Regions from separate parts of the Mus musculus genome. Here region 2 is linked to region 1. The links are chromatin contacts, called in public HiChIP or PLAC-seq maps. All regions are on one chromosome and are shown on one strand. Each heading gives the region's core, a stretch centred on a gene start, on an enhancer-like site or on the middle of the called end of the contact. The rest is flanking DNA. Distances are from core to core; before and after follow the strand shown. Region 1 holds the start of Paqr3 (progestin and adipoQ receptor family member III). Region 2 has its middle 86 kb from the start of Gm33609.

What was found. HiChIP or PLAC-seq counts read pairs in DNA pulled down with a chosen protein or histone mark.
Region 2: an H3K4me3 HiChIP or PLAC-seq map of embryonic stem cells shows a contact between it and region 1, with 4 times the contacts expected there. The contact joins the enhancer-like site here to the promoter of Paqr3 in region 1. A contact is called at or near these places in 1 of 484 Hi-C or Micro-C datasets (reprogramming fibroblasts), 4 of 115 datasets of contacts at active chromatin or transcription factors (differentiating embryonic stem cells and embryonic stem cells) and 1 of 9 other capture datasets (pancreatic islet).

Annotation. Positions count from the first base shown.
Region 1 is chr5:97,110,337-97,113,673 of GRCm38.p6, forward strand. Paqr3 (progestin and adipoQ receptor family member III) reads right to left here and starts at 1,260. Exons shown (of 7, transcript NM_001359910.1): 1 at 923-1,260. The coding sequence starts at 1,107.
Region 2 is chr5:97,216,549-97,219,894 of GRCm38.p6, forward strand. No RefSeq gene overlaps it. Among named protein-coding and RNA genes, the nearest start is that of Gm33609, 86 kb to the left of the region's middle. Within about 2 kb of position 1,948, at least 5 of the 459 cell types and tissues checked have an H3K27ac peak or open chromatin away from gene starts, as enhancers often do. A contact at or near this core is called in embryonic stem cells, where this site is marked.

The sequences.
Region 1 (3,337 bases), core at 10-2,509:
AATAAACGCACACGTGGCTGCTAGTTGGGCAATTCAACAGCCCACACTGTGGGAAGCAGAGATGGCCACTCCAGTGACCTGGAGGGCTGCACCATGCTTCTGATAGAGCAAAAACTTTAGTACATACAGTGAGGTCTGACAGAAGACTACCCTGAAAACCAAAGCCATTTTTAAAATTTTCTTTTTAAACAGAAGCTTCTGAGACTCTCATTTTAAAGCTCTAAATCAACAAACCCATGTTGTTTGGAGGCTTCTAAGGTGTTCTGTTGGTCTGGCTGTCCCCTTTCAGAGTTCTTTGCTACAGGGTTTCTCCTACACAGCACTTTCCACAATTACTATTATGTAATAGTGTAATTATCCCTTTAGTGTCTGCCACTCAGGCTAGACCTCAGCAGCTTCATGGGAACGAGGACCATGCCTGCCTTCTGCAACTGGTATAGTGCCTATTAGCTAGCAGAGCCTCAATGCGCATTTGGTAGATGATTGAATGAATCAGGGCTTCCCACATACATATGCACAACAATGTGGACCTGTCTGCTATTGAATGGACATTCAGCTGGCCAACACTTCTGAATCCCCACAGAGCTGCCCTAGAAACACAGCTCAGGTATACAAAGCAAATAAGGTTCGGCCTTTGTCAGTAGGGAAGATTCCAACCCATATCCCCAGTGATTACCAAATGGAAAAAAGGATGTAAAAGCGCTTTGTAAACAGCAAAGGGCCAATGGAGAAGGGAACGATGACCACTGTAAATATCATTGTTATTTCGTGGATCAAGGGCCCGCGGAGGAGAGAGAGCAGAAAAAAGATAAAGGGCCCAAAGGTGAGGAATTGATGCGCACAGAGAATAGCGGAGAAAGATGGGGAGAGCAGACAAAAAGCGTGAGAGGAGAGGATGCGCCGCAGGGAGCAGCCACTGTACCTTTTGATACACAGTCTGGAAGGAAGGTAGGCCCGGTAGCCGTCGGTGATGTAGGGGTTGTCTTTGAGGGATACCGGGATCTGTTCATAGGTGTAGAGGCGGATGCCGCGGGGTACCAGGACCGGCCAGTATTGGTAGCTGCCCAGCTCGATGTAGTGCGCACTCTTCAGCAGCTTCTGATGCATGGTTCCCAGGCGCCGGCCCGGCCCCGCCTCCCCGGGGAGGGGGCTTTGCCGCTGGCGCCCCCGCCCCGGAGCCGCCGCCGCTGAGCCAGGAGCTTCGGCCCGCGTCTGCTCAGGCCCGGCTCCGCTACACACACCTCCGCCGCTTCAGCTCTGGACGGCCGCCGGCGTCGCAGCCTGGTCTGACGTCAGCGCGCCGAAAAGCCCCGCCCTCTCCACGCCCCTCGCCTTGGCGGCCCGCCCTTCCTTCGGGCTTTACCAGCAGGACCCGCCTGCCGCCCCGTCCTTTACCTGGCTGGAGAGCCCCCTAGTTCCTCCTTCGCCAGCCAGTCAACCTCTGGCCCCGCCCTACTGGGTGTCCCGCCCCTAGCCAAACCCTCTTAGCCGGTCCACCGCTAGTCCCGCCCTTCTACCCGGGCCGCCCCTAGTCCCGCCCCCATCCGGCCCGCCCCTAGCCCCGCCCTTCTGCTCTGCCCGCCCCTAGCCCCGCCCCTATCTGGCCCACCCCTAACTCCAATCAGGTCCGCCCATCTCCCTTCAGCTTCAGGTGAAAAATCCAAATCCAAGTACGACCAAATCCAAGTGATTCTTTTTTTTCTGTTTTCCATTAGAAGTGATATTTACTGTATTTTGAATAACAAGAAGAGAGTAACAGAAAGGTAAATAATTCAAGCTAACTTACAGCTGGATGGTGTATTGTTGATGAGATACACACAGAAGGGACCTTGGTGTGGATTTTTTGTTTTTGTTTTGTTTTGTTTGTTTTTGACTACTAGGTACATTAGGATTTTTTATATATTATATTTATTAACAAGTTAAGGTCGTATTTAGGACAAGACACATATCATAGTAATTCATATAAATATCTACCTATATACACTGATACAGCTGTGTGAACTGAGGAATTATTTTATGATGGCAAGGTTAAACTTGAAACTTATCTTTAAAGTACGTTTATAAGAGGTAAGAAATGTGATCATGTCTTCAAGGTGAGTCACTACTGAGTGAGAGTCATCTGGTAATTATCTTTGAGTTCAGGGGAAGACCATGAAAATGTAAATATATATATTAAAAGACCATAAATATTTTATTGTTGGACAGTTTATCAGTCGGGAAAGAGACTCATTCTGGATATCACCAATCGTTTTGTTTTAGTTCAAACTGTCTAACTCAGATTTCTTTCTTTTATAGAATACAATGATACTTTATAAAACTTAATGTTTTTCCATATAATATATCCTGATCACTGCTTTCTTTCCCCCATCTTCTTCCAAATCACTCCTACCTTCTCGCCATTGAAATTCCATGCCCTTTTCCTCTCTCTAGAAAACAGACAGGTAGTTTAAAAATAAAACTATGAAACAAATAAAACAAAGGAAAAGCACAATAAACACAAATGTACAGAGATATGTACACATAGAAGCACACAAATACAGACAACTCTATAAAAAACACAAAATCAGAAACCATAATACAAGCAAAAGATCAACAGATAAAAAAGTCCAGCAATGTGGGACAAAACTTTTTTTTTTGGTAAGGCAAAGGACATTGTCAATGGGACAAAATGGCAGACTGGGCAAAGATCTTCACTAACTCTTCATCAGACAGTGGGCTAATATCCAAAATATATAAATATACAAAGAATTCAAGAAGTTAGACTCCAAAAAAACCAAACCAAAACCAAACAAAACAAAAAAACCAACCAACCAACCAAACAACAACAACAAAACCCAAATAGCCCATTTTTTTAAAAATGAGGTACAGAACTAAACAGAGAATTCTCAACAAAGGAATCTTTGAGTGACTGAGAAGTACTTAATGAAATGTTCAACATCCTTAGTCATTGGGGAAATGCAAATCAAAACGACCCTGAGATTCCACCTCACACCAGTCAGAATGGCTAAAATAAAAAACTCAGGTGACAGCAGATGCTGGTGAGGATGTGGAGAACAGGAAGACTCCTCGAGTGGTGCAGGGGTTGCGAACTTATACAACCACTCTGGAAATCAATCTGGCTGTTTCCCAGAAAATTGGAAATAGTACTACCCCAAGACCCAGCTATACCACTCCTGGGCATATACCCAAAAGATGCTCCACCATACCACAAGGACACATGCTCCGCTATGTTCATAGCAGCTTGTAGAGAGCCTTTTGGGGTGCCACTTGGCAGGAGTCTGACATTGGGCATGACAAGGAAATGGCCTTCAGGCAGGAATCTGACTTTAGGGCATAA
Region 2 (3,346 bases), core at 698-3,197, 110 kb after region 1:
AGCTCACTTACACTATGGTCATAGTACATACGATTTCATCACTTGCTAGTTTATTCAAGCTTGCTTGCTGGGCTTTTGTTATGTAACATTAAGTATATCTCGTTGCTTTACTGTCTTTTTTACACTCTTAATATTTATTACCTGCTTACTCTCCTTATTGGAGTGGAGTATTGAAACTCACAGATGTAATCGTAGGTGTGTCTCTTCTCAGCTTTGCTTTATTATTATTCTGAAATCCGTTATTTTGCATCTGGAGCAGGGATTATCAGAGTGTACCACCATGTCCAGTGTTATAATAATAAGTTTTTGCTTTAAATGTTTCACTGCTCTTGTTGCTCGGGTGCATGGGGTTTGGCACTGAAATTCATTCTGATCTTTGTTACTCTGTGGTGTGTAATAGTTTCCTCCTACGCTGGCTGTAGTTTTGATTATTTTATGACAACAGTTAAAGCCTCTAGATTATTATGTACCTCAATGTGGTTTTGTTAATTTCTATCCTGCCTTTTGAACTCAGAATTGAAACTTACAATTTGCAACCATCTTGAGAAAATTTCAGCATTGTTTCTTTAAATGCTCCCTTTTCAAATATTTTATTCTGTCTCTATCAGTCATTTTTATATTTGATATTTTGTGATATATTATGACCTAATAGTATTTGCTTATAAATTGCTTCAACCTATATTTAATACAGTATTTCAGAAAATTTAAAAGTAATTAAAGTTGACAGACATCAAGAAAATGTTGGTAATACGTTGTAATCAGACCTAGTATTGGAGTTTCTATTTTTGCACTATTGGAAAACATAAAATAGAAAAACTTCTGTAGGTGAGGTGACCAGTCAGAAAAAAGTAGTGACATTTCAGCTGGGTATTAAAGAATGAAAGTAAGTATGCTTGCTAGAGAAGGAAGAGACTTTTATCAGAGAAAAAGCAAAACCCTGGAATGGCTTTGAGATGTAAACCAGCTTTGCTTCTTGGGGAATGATGAGCCATTCACTGTTTCAGACATTGGCTTGTGAAGAAAGGAATGCTTATCAAGTGGTTCCAGATTGTGGGTATCTTTGATCACTATCCTCATAAGTGTGGATTTGAAATAAAAGTAGAAATTCGACTTTTGTTTGGAAAATTATTTTATGTGAGTGTTAATAGGACAAAGACTCAACCAAAGGAACAAATAGTCTTTTTTTTTTTTTTTTGGTCTGTCTGTTTGTTTTTTTAAGAAATTTAATCTTAAGGATGCTGTCCTGCTCCCAGGTTTCCCAATCTGTCTTTGTTTTATTACTTGGACAAGTATGTAACTATTCAGTAGGCCTTTGTTGGCAGCATCCTCTCATGCTCCAAGTGAGAAAATGTAACAGGTCAACTGGACAAAACTGGACAACTGCTTTAATATTACTCACGTGGTCACTTGGGACAGAACTTAGTCTTTTACATTTCATATATTTGGGGTATAAATAGGCCCCCATTAAAAAAGAAGTTAATGACTTAACTTACTAAGTAATGAAGGAATGATCTCAAGCTAGCATTGATTCTTACTAAGGATTACCTATGGAAATAGTAGATTTCCTCCATCAGTTTCAATCTTTTTGACTAGATAATTTAGAGGAGAATAAAAAAAATATCCTGAAAATTAATGGCAATTTTGAAATAGAATATTTTGTCAAAATCAAATTCATTTCATTAAATGCATGAGAAGAATGCAACGAGTAAATGAGGTATGAATAACTGTAAGATGGGACAATTACCACCTCAGAAACAATATATTTGTGAAGTTAATTCCTCTTGAACATGAACAATCCCCTTACACTTGACCCCTTCCTATTGCCTCTCCCATGCTTGAACTCTCCTTGAACTTTGAAGATCCATCTTGAGGGTATGATATGGCCATCTCTTTTGCATCTGGTTATTTTAACTCCAATTTGCAGCCCTAAAATGGCAATTATGGTGATATATTGCTCAAGTCACCCGACATGGATTAGTATCGGGATCAGCACATTTATGCACAGGAGTAGTGAATGGAGACTGTGGCTATGATTTTAAATGACTTGATTAATTCTGAAACAACATTTCAGAGTCCATTAGGTCCAGCAGGTGTTGGGGTGCACATTGTGTTTTTCCCCTAAGCAGCTTATTTGGTTAAAGTGCCAAAGTATTTTGGACTTATGTGTTATCTTTCCTAAGGTTTCTCTTCACTCTGCTAACTCCTTCTAATGCCCACCACCTCTGAAAGACATCCTCAACTTGTTTAGCCTCAATGTGTCTCCTTTGTCTGTTACTTGTACAATGTGTTCTTTTCTTGTAGAAGAACTAATTTGCATGACAGAAGTCCAAGTACCCCCTTTTGCTAAAAGCCCCTAACCACTCAGGTCAAAATCAGGCCAATTGTGCTGTTTATTCTGAGGGCCATTTTATCAGCAACTTGTGTCAAGGTTAGCAATGTGTCTACTTAATGTCTTGCTTCAATGCTTTCTTTACTACTCGGAATACATGTGCATGACACTATGCATCTCCCCTCTGCCCTCTACTCCATCTGGATGTCACTGGTCTAATAAAAATGTGTATGGATGGGTGTTACATTTAAGGTCTTTGGACTATTAAAACCTTAGAGTCTTTGTTGGTTTTCATTGAATCTAAGGTGACTTCCTTTGAAAAATTCTTACAATGGGCCTTTCATGCTTCATTAGTTCCAATTATTAACAACATAAAGAATCTTATAATGGGTATATAGTACAACATTTGTAGAATAATCTCAAAACATGACTCTGTGAATTGCCCCATTGTTTGATCCCCTGGAATAATGTATGTGTCTCTACCACATTGTGCATCAGCATATATTCTAGAGATTTGTGTATTATTTTCCTCAAGAGTCACATCTTGTTCTATCTTTATGCCTATGGCATCCTTATCCATCATCCGTTCATCTACTTAACACAGAACCATTTTATTGCTGTTATTTAGATTCTGGATTAACATTCAACTAAATACTTTTAATCACATGTACATACAATTTCTTGGCAGCCAAAAAAAGGGTAAATCATGCAATTTTATCCACTTACAGTTAATACTGTCTTTATAAAAATATTGATGGAATGAGAATATGATAAGTATGTAAACATTGTATAGAAATAGAAGAACAAACATTTGTTGGCCAGGATCAGTCTTTTTACTCTTGTCTGAGTAACCCACGGATGGTATATACTCTTTCTCATCATCAACGTTGAGATAAAACTATTTGTCCTACCCAATTTATGGAACCGTTGAGAAGGATTTAATGAAAGAATAAATATGAAAACATTTCGAAAACTGTTGAGATGATAGCAATTGAAAGTATCTGTTTAGGTTTCATA